Regions from separate parts of the Mus musculus genome. Here region 1 is linked to region 2. The links are chromatin contacts, called in public HiChIP or PLAC-seq maps. All regions are on one chromosome and are shown on one strand. Each heading gives the region's core, a stretch centred on a gene start, on an enhancer-like site or on the middle of the called end of the contact. The rest is flanking DNA. Distances are from core to core; before and after follow the strand shown.

Region 1 (6,486 bases), core at 942-3,441, 140 kb before region 2:
GCAGACACACTAGCTGGACCTTGGGACAACTTGCCCGCCTCAAGAGAATATATCCCGAGAGAAGGTATTTTCTCTTGGATTCTACCCTAATTCTTTGCCTTGTGTCCTTAGATTGAAACGCACACTACCTCTGAGCCTTGGGTTTCTTGTTTGTACAGTGAGGCTAATGTTAAACCATGAAGCTGTTTTAAGAAGTAAATAAAGTAAACTCCATCAGGATCCTGTCACAGAGTGGGTGATTAGCAAGTGGTGAGAGGTGTGGACCTCACATCAGGGGAAACTTCTGAGGTTCCTGTGTACTGGGATACTGGGATACTGGGATACTGGGATACTGGGATACTGGGATACTGGGATACTGGGATACTGGGATACTGGGATACTGGGATACTGGGATACTGGGATACTGGGATACTGGAGAAATGAAGATGCCAGAAGCGAACACCAGTGAAGAAGCTAACCCAATGATGCAAAAAAACATATGGCTCGGGAAAAGAGATGACCATTTGGTCAGCAGTACTCAGTCAAACATAGTGTGACAGTGCTGCTCACAGCCACCAAGGAAACTAGGGGTATAGAGGTGGGGGGCGGGGAGGCTGGGGGTATCCAGGTATAAAATATATTCCATTCTGTTGCTGTTTTAGTATTAGTTGGTGGTGTACCGAACTGACTCAGTTTTCAATCTGAAACTGCAACTTTATTATCATTCAGTTCTGTAGTCCGGCAGGATGAAAATAGTGTCACTCAGGAGGCAGAGGCAGGTGGATTTCTGAGTTCAAGGCCAGCCTGGTCTACAAAATGAGCTGCAGGACAGCCAGGGCTACACAGAGAAACCCTGTCTCGAAAAAAAAACAAAAAAAAAAGAAAAAGAGAGAAAGAAAGAAAGAAAGAAAGAAAGAAAGAAAGAAAGAAAGAAAGAAAGAAAGAAGGAGGGAGGGAGGAAGGAAGGGAGAGAGACAGAGAGAGAGAGGGAGGGAGGGAGGGAGGGAGGGGGAGAGAGAGAGAGAGAGAGAGAGAGAGAGAGAGAGAGAGATAGAGAAAGAAAGAAAGAAAGAAAGAAAGAAAGAAAGAAAGAAAGAAAGAAAGAAAGAAAGAAAGAAAGAAAATAGAGTGTCAACATGAATGTGCTCCTCTTGAGGGCCCCAAAGGAGAAGCTGCGCCTTCGCTTATTTGGATGTCAGTAGTTGTGTGGATCTGGGGAACCGGGGCTCCTGTTCCCTTGATAGCTGCCGAGTAGGGCCACCCACAGTTCCTATCCTTTCACAGAGATCCTGATATTGGAGAGAGAGAACTGGAACTCTAAATGTTTTCTTTCAACATTTTTCATGCTCACCTTTCTCTGCCTCTGCCTAGGGAAGGTTGTCTGCTTCTGAGCACTAAACTGAGCTGACCCCCAGTGAATCCAGGGTAACTTCCCCAACCTCGGGTCCATAATTTTAATCACACATACAAAGTCCTCTTTGCCTTGTAAAGCAATATATTCGGCTTCTGGGTATTAGGACATAAATACCTTAGTCTTTCTGCCACCTCACTGTATGTTCAAGTTGTTATTTTTGTGCCTTAATATGCCAGGTGAAGAACTGGGTGTTGAGGTAAGATGTCACTACCAGTGGAAGTGGGTTGGGGAGGAAGCCTGAGTGGGTCAGAGCTGCCATGCCCTGGGCATTCCGATTAGTGCACGAGGTGAAAACATGAATAGAAGGTGAAAGAAAACCTCCCTCATCTCCTCCCCTCCCCTCCCCCCCCCCCACCTGCATCCCTGAATTATCCAAGCTGCAGCCCTGGTCTGAGATTTCTGAAGGTCTCTGGCAATGGTCACAACATTTCTCTAAGAATCATGCATGGAGCTTTACCAACGGACTGGCAGAGGCTGTGCTAGGTACAGGGTTAGTTGTAGCAGGAAGCCTAGCAGCAACAGATAGGTAGCATCCTCTGTACCCCAGAGAGTTCCTATAGACAGAGGTTATACCTGTCACTTTCCCTGGTTCCTGACTCAACTTCACTTTTTCCCTGGGGATTTGAGAGCAAATAGCCCATGTCTTCCTGGCCACTTAACAACAATACAGAGTAAAAGAGAGAGAGAAAGAGGACAGGAAAGGGTTGGTTTCTCACTAGCCAAATACCCTTCCGGTGGAGGTTCTCTGTCCTATATTTTGAAGCGCTAAGGCTCATGGGAGACTCTTGCTCGCTAATGTTCTCTCAACCACAAGGATGGTGAGTCAGCATGGTGGTTAGCTCTCAGATGGCAGGCTGCAGCCCTCAGCAGAGTTCCAGGTGGGACAAGTGCCTGACAGAAAGCCCTCAGAGCGGCCCTGCTGTACCTTGCAATCTTGAGCATCCCTGATTGGCTAGGACCCTGACCACACACCCAGGAACAACTCACCTGTCTAAGTTCCCTGTTCTTCAAAACCGTGGCACAAAAGAGCAAGAATGAGCTAGAAAAGATGTCTTCAGTCCATTCTGGCATGAGCCAGCTAACACTGGCAAACAGGAAGGAACACAAACCAAACCCTTTGCTCCAGATCAAGTATGAGGGAGATGGAAGGGCACAGAGCTTCGTCTGGTCTAGAATACATATCTGTGAGCCAGCTCCTGACTCCGGGGGCGGAGGTGGGGGTGGGGGGCAGGTGCAGTCCATCGATATACCACATGCTGAACAGCTACACTTCAGAAGCACATTCAGCTACCAAAAGAGCTGGCCAATACCCCGTGGCTAGAGGGTTCTTGCTCTTTATGTCACAACCTCACCCACCCCAAGGCTGCCTGTGTTGTCACTTCTGCTCCACCAATTTAAAATGTGTTAGCAAGAGTGACATTTAAGAAGTAAATTTTAAATCTTTCTTGTACTCTTCTTCAGAAATAAGAGGTTAATAGTGGCTTTGAGGTAAATGTTGCAGTTTGCAGCTAGGAAGAAACAAGGGCTATGTGTATGTGAGAGAGTCAGGGGGGTCAAAGGTACCTGCAAAGACCAGAAGAGGATACTTAGATCTCTCTGAGCCAGAACTATAGGGGATTGTGCAACACCAAAAGTGAGTGCTTGGAACCTCACTCATGTTCTCTGGAAGATCAAGAGGCAGTCTCAATAGCTGGGCCATCTTTCTTCAGTCCCTGTGCTGAATTTTGAAAAGTATATTTTATCAGTACAAGATAATACACTTGTCTGGCTGTCACATCTCCATCAAGGCTCCTTATTAAGGGCCTGAGTTTAAAGGTATGAAAGGGTACACGTCTAAGAGAGGTGAAGCAACCCCTCTTCTAGCTTTTGTAATGGAATCTCAGCTATGCTAAGCCAGTGGTCCCTTGATGCTGGCTCCCAGTAGAGCCATCCCAGTCCAGTTAGATCTAACTCACTTGATCGCTATAGGTCTCGGTGTCTTTACAAAGTTATCTGGGAAGTGTAAGTCGTATGGCTGGCAATGGGACTCGCCAGTCTCCATGACACATGGTAGCGTCAGTGCATCCACATGGAAGGAGAGTGGTCTGCAGCGTCTGGGAAGGCACAGCCTAGTTCTTTCCAAAACAGACAGATCGTGTTGATGAAGCAGACTGTGAGGCTCTGGTGGGTTTTGTACAACTGAAGTCCCCAATCCTGGCCTCAGCCTTTTACTAAACTGTTAGGGAGTCACAATAAGGCTGGCGTGGCCAGCTTCATTTGGGCTTCCAATTCCATATCTCAGACTCTTCTCCTGAAAATTCAGCTCATCATCTAAGCAGGGAGTTTCCAAGTTTAAAAAGAAAGAGACAAAGAGAAGGGAAAGAGAATAATTGGGAAGAACAACTGGGTTAGAAATTTTAAAAAATAAGAGGGGGCTGGAGATGGCTCAGTGGTTAAGAGCACTGACTGCTCTTCCAGAGGTCCTGAGTTCAAGTCCCAGCAACCACATGGTGGCTCACAACCATCTGTAATGGGATCCAATGCCCTCTTCTGGGGTGTCTGAAGACAGCTACAGTGTACTCATTTATATAAAATAAATAAAATCTTTAAAAAATGAAAAAAAAAAGAAAAAATAAGAGCCTGAATTCGAATTCTGCATTGTCTTATAATTCAATTTTTAAAAACATATAGTAATTTTGCTCATCTTTGCAGTAACCTCAGTGGCTAGTGACTCAAACCACTGTTTCAACTGAATTGAGTCTTCTGGCTAGTAAGTTTCCACTTTAAAGTCTCCAAATTAAGTATGATGAAAATAATTAGTATTAGGTCGTCACAAGATAATAAAATCTCCTGTGAGAATAAGCAGTCAGGCATACTTCTGTTTTCTGGGACTTGTGCCATAAACTCATGCAGGACACTAAGGAAGTTGGCTGCAGGCTTTAGTTTGCACGCAATACTGAGGCCCTTAAACATCAGGCTAGTACCAGGACCTACCTGAAGGCGGCGCTCAAGGGTGCAGCTGAAGGCAGCTGAACGGGCTGTTAAGGCAAAGAGCCAAGTGGAGTCCAGACCCTAATTGCATAGGAGTTCTTCCTAATGAAATAATCACTTTAAGTGAACATACAGTGCAAAGCTTTGTCACATAGCAACATACACAACGCATAATATAAAGGCAAATACCATGAAGGAGGACTGAGCCTGGTGAGGGTGGATGAGGGAGGGACAGGGCTTTAGGGTCTGCAGTGACAGTGCAATGACTGCTATTCCTTATGTAAGAGATTATCTAGTTAACACTTAGTATTTTTCCAAGCACACCTTCCTCTATTCCTATGTCACATACATAAAATACACTTGTAGACATATCTGGGTCCAGAAGTCACTATGTGATGGATAGCTACCGTAGCAGCTTCCTCAATACTGGATCTGCAAAGCTCTGGCGTGTGTAACTTCCCTATTGAGACCATTACACACTGGCCAAATTTGCATTTTCTGCCCGATTTCTTACACTGATAGATAGATAGATAGATAGATAGATAGATAGATAGATAGATATCTTCAGGCCTTCCTTTCAGGTCTATATCATTATTCCCCCAAGCCTCAGCAATCTCTTAGGCTACATCTATCCTGGAATGGGGCTCCTAGCACCCAAACTTTATTTTTAGAAGGCTCTAGACTACAGCCATGGTTGTTCTGTGATTTGGCTTGCTGCCCTGAGGAACATGCTGCTGAGGGTAGCTCTTTTGAGAATATTTATCATTAAGAGCACTCACCACCCAGATTTTGAAGAAAGTCCTGGCCTTTGTCCCTTCGAGGTCCTTCAGCCACTGTTGATTGCGGATGCAGGAAGCCATGCAGATGATGCAGGAAGCCGTGCAGATGGGCATGCACTTCCAGTCAACATGGGTCACCTCATGCCTTCCCTGGCTTCTAGAACTATGGCAAAGACTACGCTGTATCACTGCCTGCAGTGTTTGTTCTGTTTATACTAAGGTCTCTGCTCTTATAGAAACAAAATGGCTTGATGACAGATGGCAAGACAGTGTTTTCCTGCTTCAATCTCTCAGAGTGTCTATATCCAGGTAGTGGTTCTTCGGACTGTATCATGTTCAAATGTTTGATTTTAAAACTTACTATTTGAGTGGTTGTTCTGGATTTCATAAAATGTTGTTGCATGCATTCTAGCTTGGGGCTAGGATAGACCGTTCAAAATTTTATGAATTGTCCCTAAGCATACTTCTGCTATTTAGTGTTATATATTACACAAAGTGACACTCACAGCATTGACAGTTAAAAAAAAAGTATCAGTCAACTGAAAAACATTGAAGATGTCACATCCTGCAGTACTAAATAGTCCACCATTATTTAATTACTTATATAAAAAACAAACAAGCACATCTCATTAGTACACAAGTTTGCTTTTATCATTAATAAATGCACAATATACATGTACAAAAACATTGTTTTCAAGTAAAATGCCTTTATGTTGTGTGTTACCAGTAAAAGTTTGATTTGCACAATTGTTTTATATGCCTACATACTCAGGGTCTTGGAAAACTATCTCTAGCAAAAAGGAATCACAAGTGGGAAATGCTCTGGAAGCTCAGAACTGACCACCATGGTGGATGGCCCACCTTGAGCTGGCGTGGCTGGCTGTGGTTTTCTGGTTACCATGGTGGATGGCCCACCTTGAGCTGGCGTGGCTGGCTGTGGTTTTTTGGGTCCACAGTGAAGCAATACTTCATATATTTGTTCTGCAAACATTCAGAAGCTTGCCCAGTATCATTAGGCCCAGCCCCATTGTGATGTTGTTAGACTCATACAAGGCCCAACTAGAACAGCTGGTTAATTCTGGGTGTGGCTTTCTGCAGGACTTTCCCTGTTCGCTCTAGTCACGGGGTGTGGGCATTTCAATCTTCGGATGATGGCACTGAGGTGTAAAGAGGTGCTCAACTCCCCAAGTCAATAAAGATATCTGAAATCAAGCACTGTTGGAATCCTGGAGAAAGAGCAACTTAACTGAAATAACTATCACCACTACTGTTGCTGGTCTGTGCATGAAGCCCTGGGGCAAATGGTACATAAGCTCTCTGTTCTCTGATCCTCCTGTCAACCAA
Region 2 (6,375 bases), core at 3,313-5,812:
TGGCTAGAAAAGAGCAGAAGGAAGCTGACCAGGTTTCTTGTTGCATCATGGTGGCTACTCTAGAGAGATAGCAAAGCTAGAGAGAAGTGGGAAGGTTACAGGCGTGTTTTAGAAACACAACCAAGACTCACTGATGGATCAGGAACGAGGGAAAGTGAAGAATTGCAAGTGAATTCTAGGTTTAATTTTAATGACTCAGAGGTTGGTTGGTGGTGCCATTTCTGTAGATGACGAAGGGTGGAGGAGAAATAAACCAGAGAAGAAGTCAAGAGTTCTGTCTGGATGAGTTCTCTATGACTTAGGCCTTTGTGGAGATGCTGCTGCTGCTGGACATATCAAGTCTGTGCTCAGTGCTGAAAACAGAAGTTGGCAGATATTTGTGTAGAGAGGGTGTTAGTCAGAGCCTAGATTAATTCATCTAGGCAAAGAGTTCACTTTTTTAATTTAAAATTTAAGAAGTTTTCAATTAAAAAAAATGTTAGCAGAAAGAAGTGGGAGGATTAAAGTGTAGCACAAGCTGACATTTAAGAGCTTAGCAGAGGGAGAAGAGACAGAAGAGGAGCCTGAGAGAGACGTGACAGAGTGTGGAGAGATGGAGCCAAGAGAAGAAAGCTTCCGGGAGGAGACTCATCAGTGTGGCTTCGGTTGGACTGAAGACTAACTGATCATGAAGTAAGATGAGGCCAGGGGAGCTAATGAAGTATGGAGCTGGTTGATAACCTTGGAAACTAAATAGTTAGCCTAGTTGTGGTAGCTCATGCTTGGGCTTCCAGCAGTCGGGAGGCTAAGGCAAGATCTCCAGTCCAAGACCAACCTGGGCTAAGCACAGAGATCCTGCAGAACCCAACTATCCAATAAACAGACTTGTGGAGACAGAAGTTGAAATGGAATTGTTGACAAGTGGCTGGAAGAAAAAAAGGGGGTAACCCTGAGGGACCCTGAGATCTTGAAGAAGAGGAAAACATAAATGTAGAGATGCAGCATCAATTTACTTTTGGTTTATGTAGAAAACACAGGAGCACAGTTAAATGTCAGTGGGCATAAAAACCAACAGGGAAAATGTGGATACTGAAGGCTCACCAGCATAAATAAGCTTAGCAGTCTTGTAAAGAGGAGAAGGGAACAGAGAGGAGATGTAGGCTTCCACATGCCCTTCCATGGTAAAGGGGAGGCAAGCAATGAGGGCTATAGAGAGCCAGTAAGCACTCAAGTTTTCTCAGTGACATGTGATTTTAAATCAGCATTTGGGGATTCAGGACTTCTGAGACCATGTTTTGTACTTACAACTTACTGAACAGAATGAAAATGATCACTACTTTTACAATGTATTTTCAAAAGTATTATAGATGGACAGTAGTTCAGATAGATAGATAGATAGATAGATAGATAGATAGATAGATAGATAGATAGATAGATGAGTCTTAGTTAGGGTTTTACTGCTGTGAACAGACACCATGACCAAGGCAACTCTTATAAGGAAAACTTTTAATTTGGCCTGGCCTACAGATTCAGAGATTCAGTCCATTATCATCAAGGCGAGAACATGGCAGCATCCGAGTTGGCATGGTGCGGGATGAGCTGAGGGTTCTACGTCTTCATCTGAAGACTGCCAGCAGAATACTGGCTTCCAGGAAGCTAGGATGAAGGTCTTAAAGCTGAAACCCACAGTGACACACCTACTCCAACAGGGCCACCCCTTCTAATAGTGCCACTCCCTGAACTGAGCATATACAAACCACCACAGACAGACAGACAGACAGATAGATAGATAGATAGATAGAAATAGATATAGATAGATCTACTTGTGGAGATAAGCATGAAATTGAAAGATGTTACACCAGAAGTACTGAACCACCAGCAGTCATTCCTTAGGTCCAATAAGTTAGGAGATAAGACTGAGAGACCAGAGAGCATCTTAGCCATGAGGGACAACTCACTCAGGAGGTAGAAAACAGGTCAAAGCAGAGAGGAATGAGAAAGAAACAACCTGAACTTCTTTCTCCTCCCATTCCTTGCTGGTTGTTTCAAAAGACTAAAGCCAAGTGGAGCCCAGCTAGCAAGTGTTACTGACTAATGAGATTCATGGTGAAAGTCAGTGAGTAGACAGGGTAGAAATAAGCAGCACAACCCCTGACATTCCATGCCATAGAAACAAAGGCAGTTCTGAAAAGCACGCCAAAGGGCATCTTTACCCTCCATGCTACTGTATAGAACACAGCTTGCTACCCAATGGGATGTGGAAATACGCAGCTAGTGGTGCTTTTTGCAAATCATCATGGCCCCTCAAAGTCCACCACCACTCTTCATATGTAATGTTTACTTTCATTTCACCACAGGGACCTTAGTAATAGGACAACTTGGACTTGAGAACCCTCACTTGCGTGTCCAAGGCCAGGAGACAGCCCTAGAAATGCACCCAACTAGCCATGTGCCTTTGTAAAACTTTTGAAAGATATTTATTCTAACTACATATTAATCCTGTGGCTTCCTACTCTGATGCTAGAGAAAGTCCCTCTCAACCCCCAATTGCATAAATGGTGGGTTCCATAAATCCCACAGCTACCTCTGCTTTCCATCTGGATGTAGACTTTATCCTTTGATAAGACACTATCACCTCTTGCTTCATAATCAATTAGGGATAGGCAAGGGGTACAGGAGGATGGTAAAATCCAGGAGGAAAGACAAGGTGAAGGTGCTGGCAGCTGAAAGAGCTGTGTTTGAACAGCCCTAAGCTGTCTGTCCCCTGGAGTTTTGAAAGAGGGTCAGGGTCCCACCCCCCACCCTACCCCCCATCTCTTTCTGAGAGACTCACATGCTGTTCTTTGCACTTTCAGATGCGGATGGAAACCTGTGTCGGAATAACCAACTGTTACAAGTCATGCTAACCATGCACCGGATCATCATCTCCTCAGCCGAGCTGCTACAAAAAGTCATGAATCTATATCCTTGGGCATCAGAAAGTATGCCGCTGCTTCAAGTGTGCTTTCATTTTAGTTAATTTGGAGTAAAAGTGAGCATTAAGTGCCTTTAACTCTCCCTGTAAGGATGTGGTTGTGTGTTTGAGCAATGGTGTGTGTGTGGTATGTGTGCACAAATCTGTGTGTTTATATATGTCTGCACCTGTGTGTGTAGTTTCCTTTAGGTAAGACAATATTATTTATGCAGATTTCTCTCTGTGGTAGATGGTCAAGAAAGTCAATATACAAATGCAGGTAACATTAATATCGCCTATTATTTTTTTAATCTTTCATTATACATTAGTTGCAAATTATATTCAGGCTGCACAGGCTTACCAGGACAACTGTGAATCCTGAATGGTGCATTTCTTGCGGGACTTCTTGTGAGTTCTTCAGCCCTCCTGGGCTCTGAGAAAAGGTTTAGCTACATGATCTGTACTACATTGCCTTCTTGGTCTAGACTGTATTACTAACTGTGGGCTAGTTAGACCTTGCTCGATGTGGACCTCTGTTGTGGGAAATATTAAAAATTGAACCCGCCAACTCTCTGCAAGACTTGATCATGCTCCCATGCTCCTGCCACCATAGATGCCAACTCTCTGCAAGACTTGATCATGCTCCCATGCTCCTGCCACCGTAGCTGCCAACTCTCTGGAGCTAGCCCCCTCAGCATCTGTCTAACTTGTCCTGCGAGCCACTAGTTCCCTCTCTGCTATAATCCCTTGTAACCAGCAGTCCCATACTCCAGTAGCCAAATAGATCCACCATCCTCACGGTTTAATAACCTGGTAAAATCAAGACTCAAGCTTATAGTTAATTAATTAGATTTATGTATCAATAAGATCACACTTTACAAGATGCCAATAAATAATTTCAGAGAAAATTGATAATGATAACGCTTTAACCCAATTATTATAAGCTTTTGATAACACCATGTCAGCCTCCATTCTTCTTCTCCCTCCTCCTGAGACCTCTCTGTCTCTGTAACTCTTCGGTCTGCCTCCCTTTTCCCTGTCCAATCACAAGCCTCCCCTGCAATAATGAAATTGGACAGGGAAAATCCTATGTCAGACCTCCTGTAGTAGGATATGGATGTTGCCTGCTTTCTCCTTCAAAATGCTGGTGATACTGTGAGCCATTGTCCTCAAAGGAAAAGTGCAGTCAGAAACATGAAACCAGTTAGCTAGCGCCTGAGGCCCAGGTCTCTGGGGCTGAGTCAGGACATGTGACTGTGCAAATCCTTTTCCAGGAAACACAAGAAACACTACAATCTGGCATAGAAAAAGGAAACACAACAGCCCTTCTCTGAACTGCCATAAAGCTGTATCTTCCATCTCAGAGACCCGTATACCAGGGTAGAGCGTTGGGAGGGCCACCTAATGAGAGATACTTGTGATGAGTAGACACCGCCTCTGCGGAGCGTTTCAAACCAATTCAACCTGTTTTTTTATGACTCTGTGCACCAGCAACTGTGAACAACACCAGCAATTAAGCACTCCTTCCTCAAAATGTGCTGGTCTCGGGACTACATGCACTTGAGTGGCCTCCTTTGGGGCACCGCTGGATGCTGTTTCTGCAGCAACCCCTACACTGCCCGCCCATCACATCCTCCACACTCTACCCCCGCCCCTCTGTGCTGTTGCTCAGACTTTCAGTGGCACCTGCTCCCCAGCCATGACACATTCAAATGTCCCTCATCTAAAAATAAACTCTTAACCCTGTTTCCCCTTTATTCGACTGTTAGGATTAGAAATTTGATGTGAAACCTTCTTAAATAGTCTGCCTTCACAATCTCCAATCTCTACTCCCACTAGCTGCTAAGCATGACTGCGGCTGCTACCCAAGCACTCAGACTTTCCTCTGCTGTTGCTGTGGCCTCCCAGCTGCCAGGCCCAGTGGACTTTGCTCATACCTTACAGAAGCACTGGACATCATGAGAGCCCATGCCTCTGAGGCCTTTCCCCAAGGACTTCTAAACCATACCCTCACATGCGCGCACGCGCACACCTCTTTTGAAAGAGCTAAGATTTCAATGTTAAGTCAAAGTGGCTGGTTTGTTTTGCAGTGTACCCTCCTCCCTTGCTTCCCAGTACTTTGTGCATAGGAGTTGTGTTTTCTACAGCCCTTGGTAGTCCTCATGCTTGGAAGCTTCCAAGCATCCTTCAGAAAGAGGAAGTCCCTGAGCCCTTGGCTGCTGGGCCATGGCAAAGGCAGCAGGCTCAAGACTGCTGCTTCTTGTTTAGGCAATGGTATTGTTGCCTACAATTGAAAATACAGAGCCAATGCAGAGTTGAAAAGAAACTGGTATGCTAAGAGGAGTTAGGGAAAACAAAAACACAAGGGGCAAGCTAACAAATACATCTGAATACATAAAATGTTAGCAGGACAAACCAGTCCAGACCTTCCAGAAAACAGCTTATGATAGACAAATGGAAACTTAAAAATTATCTCGGGCCTACAGATTGGTGGAGGACATCATTGTGTGAAACTACCCACAAAAGGTTTCTGAGTGAGAAGACCCTGTGTGCAAGTGTGCTCAGGGGAGAGATCACATGAGGACCTGGGAGGACCTGAGTGTGCACTTGCTCTAATTTCAAGGATATATTTAATAAGAGATAAATAATATTCACATTTAATTTCCAAATTAGTCCTCTATTTATTAAAATTACACATTTTTCCATAATTCTTTGTGTTTTCCAGTTTAGTTTGCTCACCTTTAAGGTTTACATTTTAGGTTTATCTTTCTTGAGCTGCAATTTATCCAATGGGTTAACATTATCTTAGGTATTCTAAAACTGAGCATAAAATAAGTAAGATTTAAACTTAAAACCACTTATCTACTGCACTTAAGTCAAATGTCTAACACTGAAGTTTCAAACCTGTGGGTCCAAGATGCTCAAAATCATTGAGGTATACATGATTTCAAAATGCACTTAGGCCTTCCTCATTAACACAACACTGTGGTTCTTGAACACCGCCTTTTCTGTGTTTAACTCAAAGTTTTCCAAAGGTTTCTAGTAGTTTCACACCTACTGAGAGAGGGCCGATTCCATTCCAGTTACGCGCTCTCAGCTGGTTGTTGCAATTATCCTGTCCCCATTGTTAAAAGAGAAAGAAGCCATAGCCTTGTGGGATAGACAGGGAGGTAGCTTGCTCTTCAGTATGTCAAGAAGAAAGATGTTAGGTCACACCGCATTCACCACTGGACTAGAGTTCTCATCTGATTCTTAAATAAACAAATATCCTTGCCTTGTACCTCAAAAGTCATTTAAACACCGGGATGTTCTTCTATTCTTTCAAAATATTCATAATTATAAAGACTGATACAATGCTCTTTGGTTGTATGATTTTGTATTGTTCCATCGCTTTGTCTGTCTTGCCAGGTAGTATACAAGGTTAGTCAACTAATGCCTACCGT

Evidence for each region. HiChIP or PLAC-seq counts read pairs in DNA pulled down with a chosen protein or histone mark.
Region 1: a contact with region 2 is called in an H3K27ac HiChIP or PLAC-seq map of regulatory T cells, with 10 times the contacts expected there. The contact joins two enhancer-like sites. A contact is called at or near these places in 2 of 15 datasets of contacts at CTCF or cohesin (CD8 T cells and thymocytes), 15 of 484 Hi-C or Micro-C datasets (CD4 T cells, CD8 T cells, Th1 cells and 11 more), 11 of 115 datasets of contacts at active chromatin or transcription factors (CD8 T cells, Th17 cells, Th2 cells and 8 more) and 1 of 9 other capture datasets (embryonic tail).

Annotation. Positions count from the first base shown.
Region 1 is chr2:117,442,791-117,449,276 of GRCm38.p6, reverse strand. The region is part of intron 1 of Gm32137 (a long non-coding RNA gene); the gene reads right to left. Among named protein-coding and RNA genes, the nearest start is that of Gm32137, 6.0 kb to the right of the region's middle. Within about 2 kb of position 2,191, at least 52 of the 459 cell types and tissues checked have an H3K27ac peak or open chromatin away from gene starts, as enhancers often do. A contact at or near this core is called in CD8 T cells, Th1 cells, Th17 cells and 3 more, where this site is marked.
Region 2 is chr2:117,302,343-117,308,717 of GRCm38.p6, reverse strand. Rasgrp1 (RAS guanyl releasing protein 1) reads left to right here. Exons shown (of 17, transcript NM_011246.3): 3 at 2,835-2,940. Among named protein-coding and RNA genes, the nearest start is that of Rasgrp1, 37 kb to the left of the region's middle. Within about 2 kb of position 4,562, at least 73 of the 459 cell types and tissues checked have an H3K27ac peak or open chromatin away from gene starts, as enhancers often do. A contact at or near this core is called in CD8 T cells, Th1 cells, Th17 cells and 3 more, where this site is marked.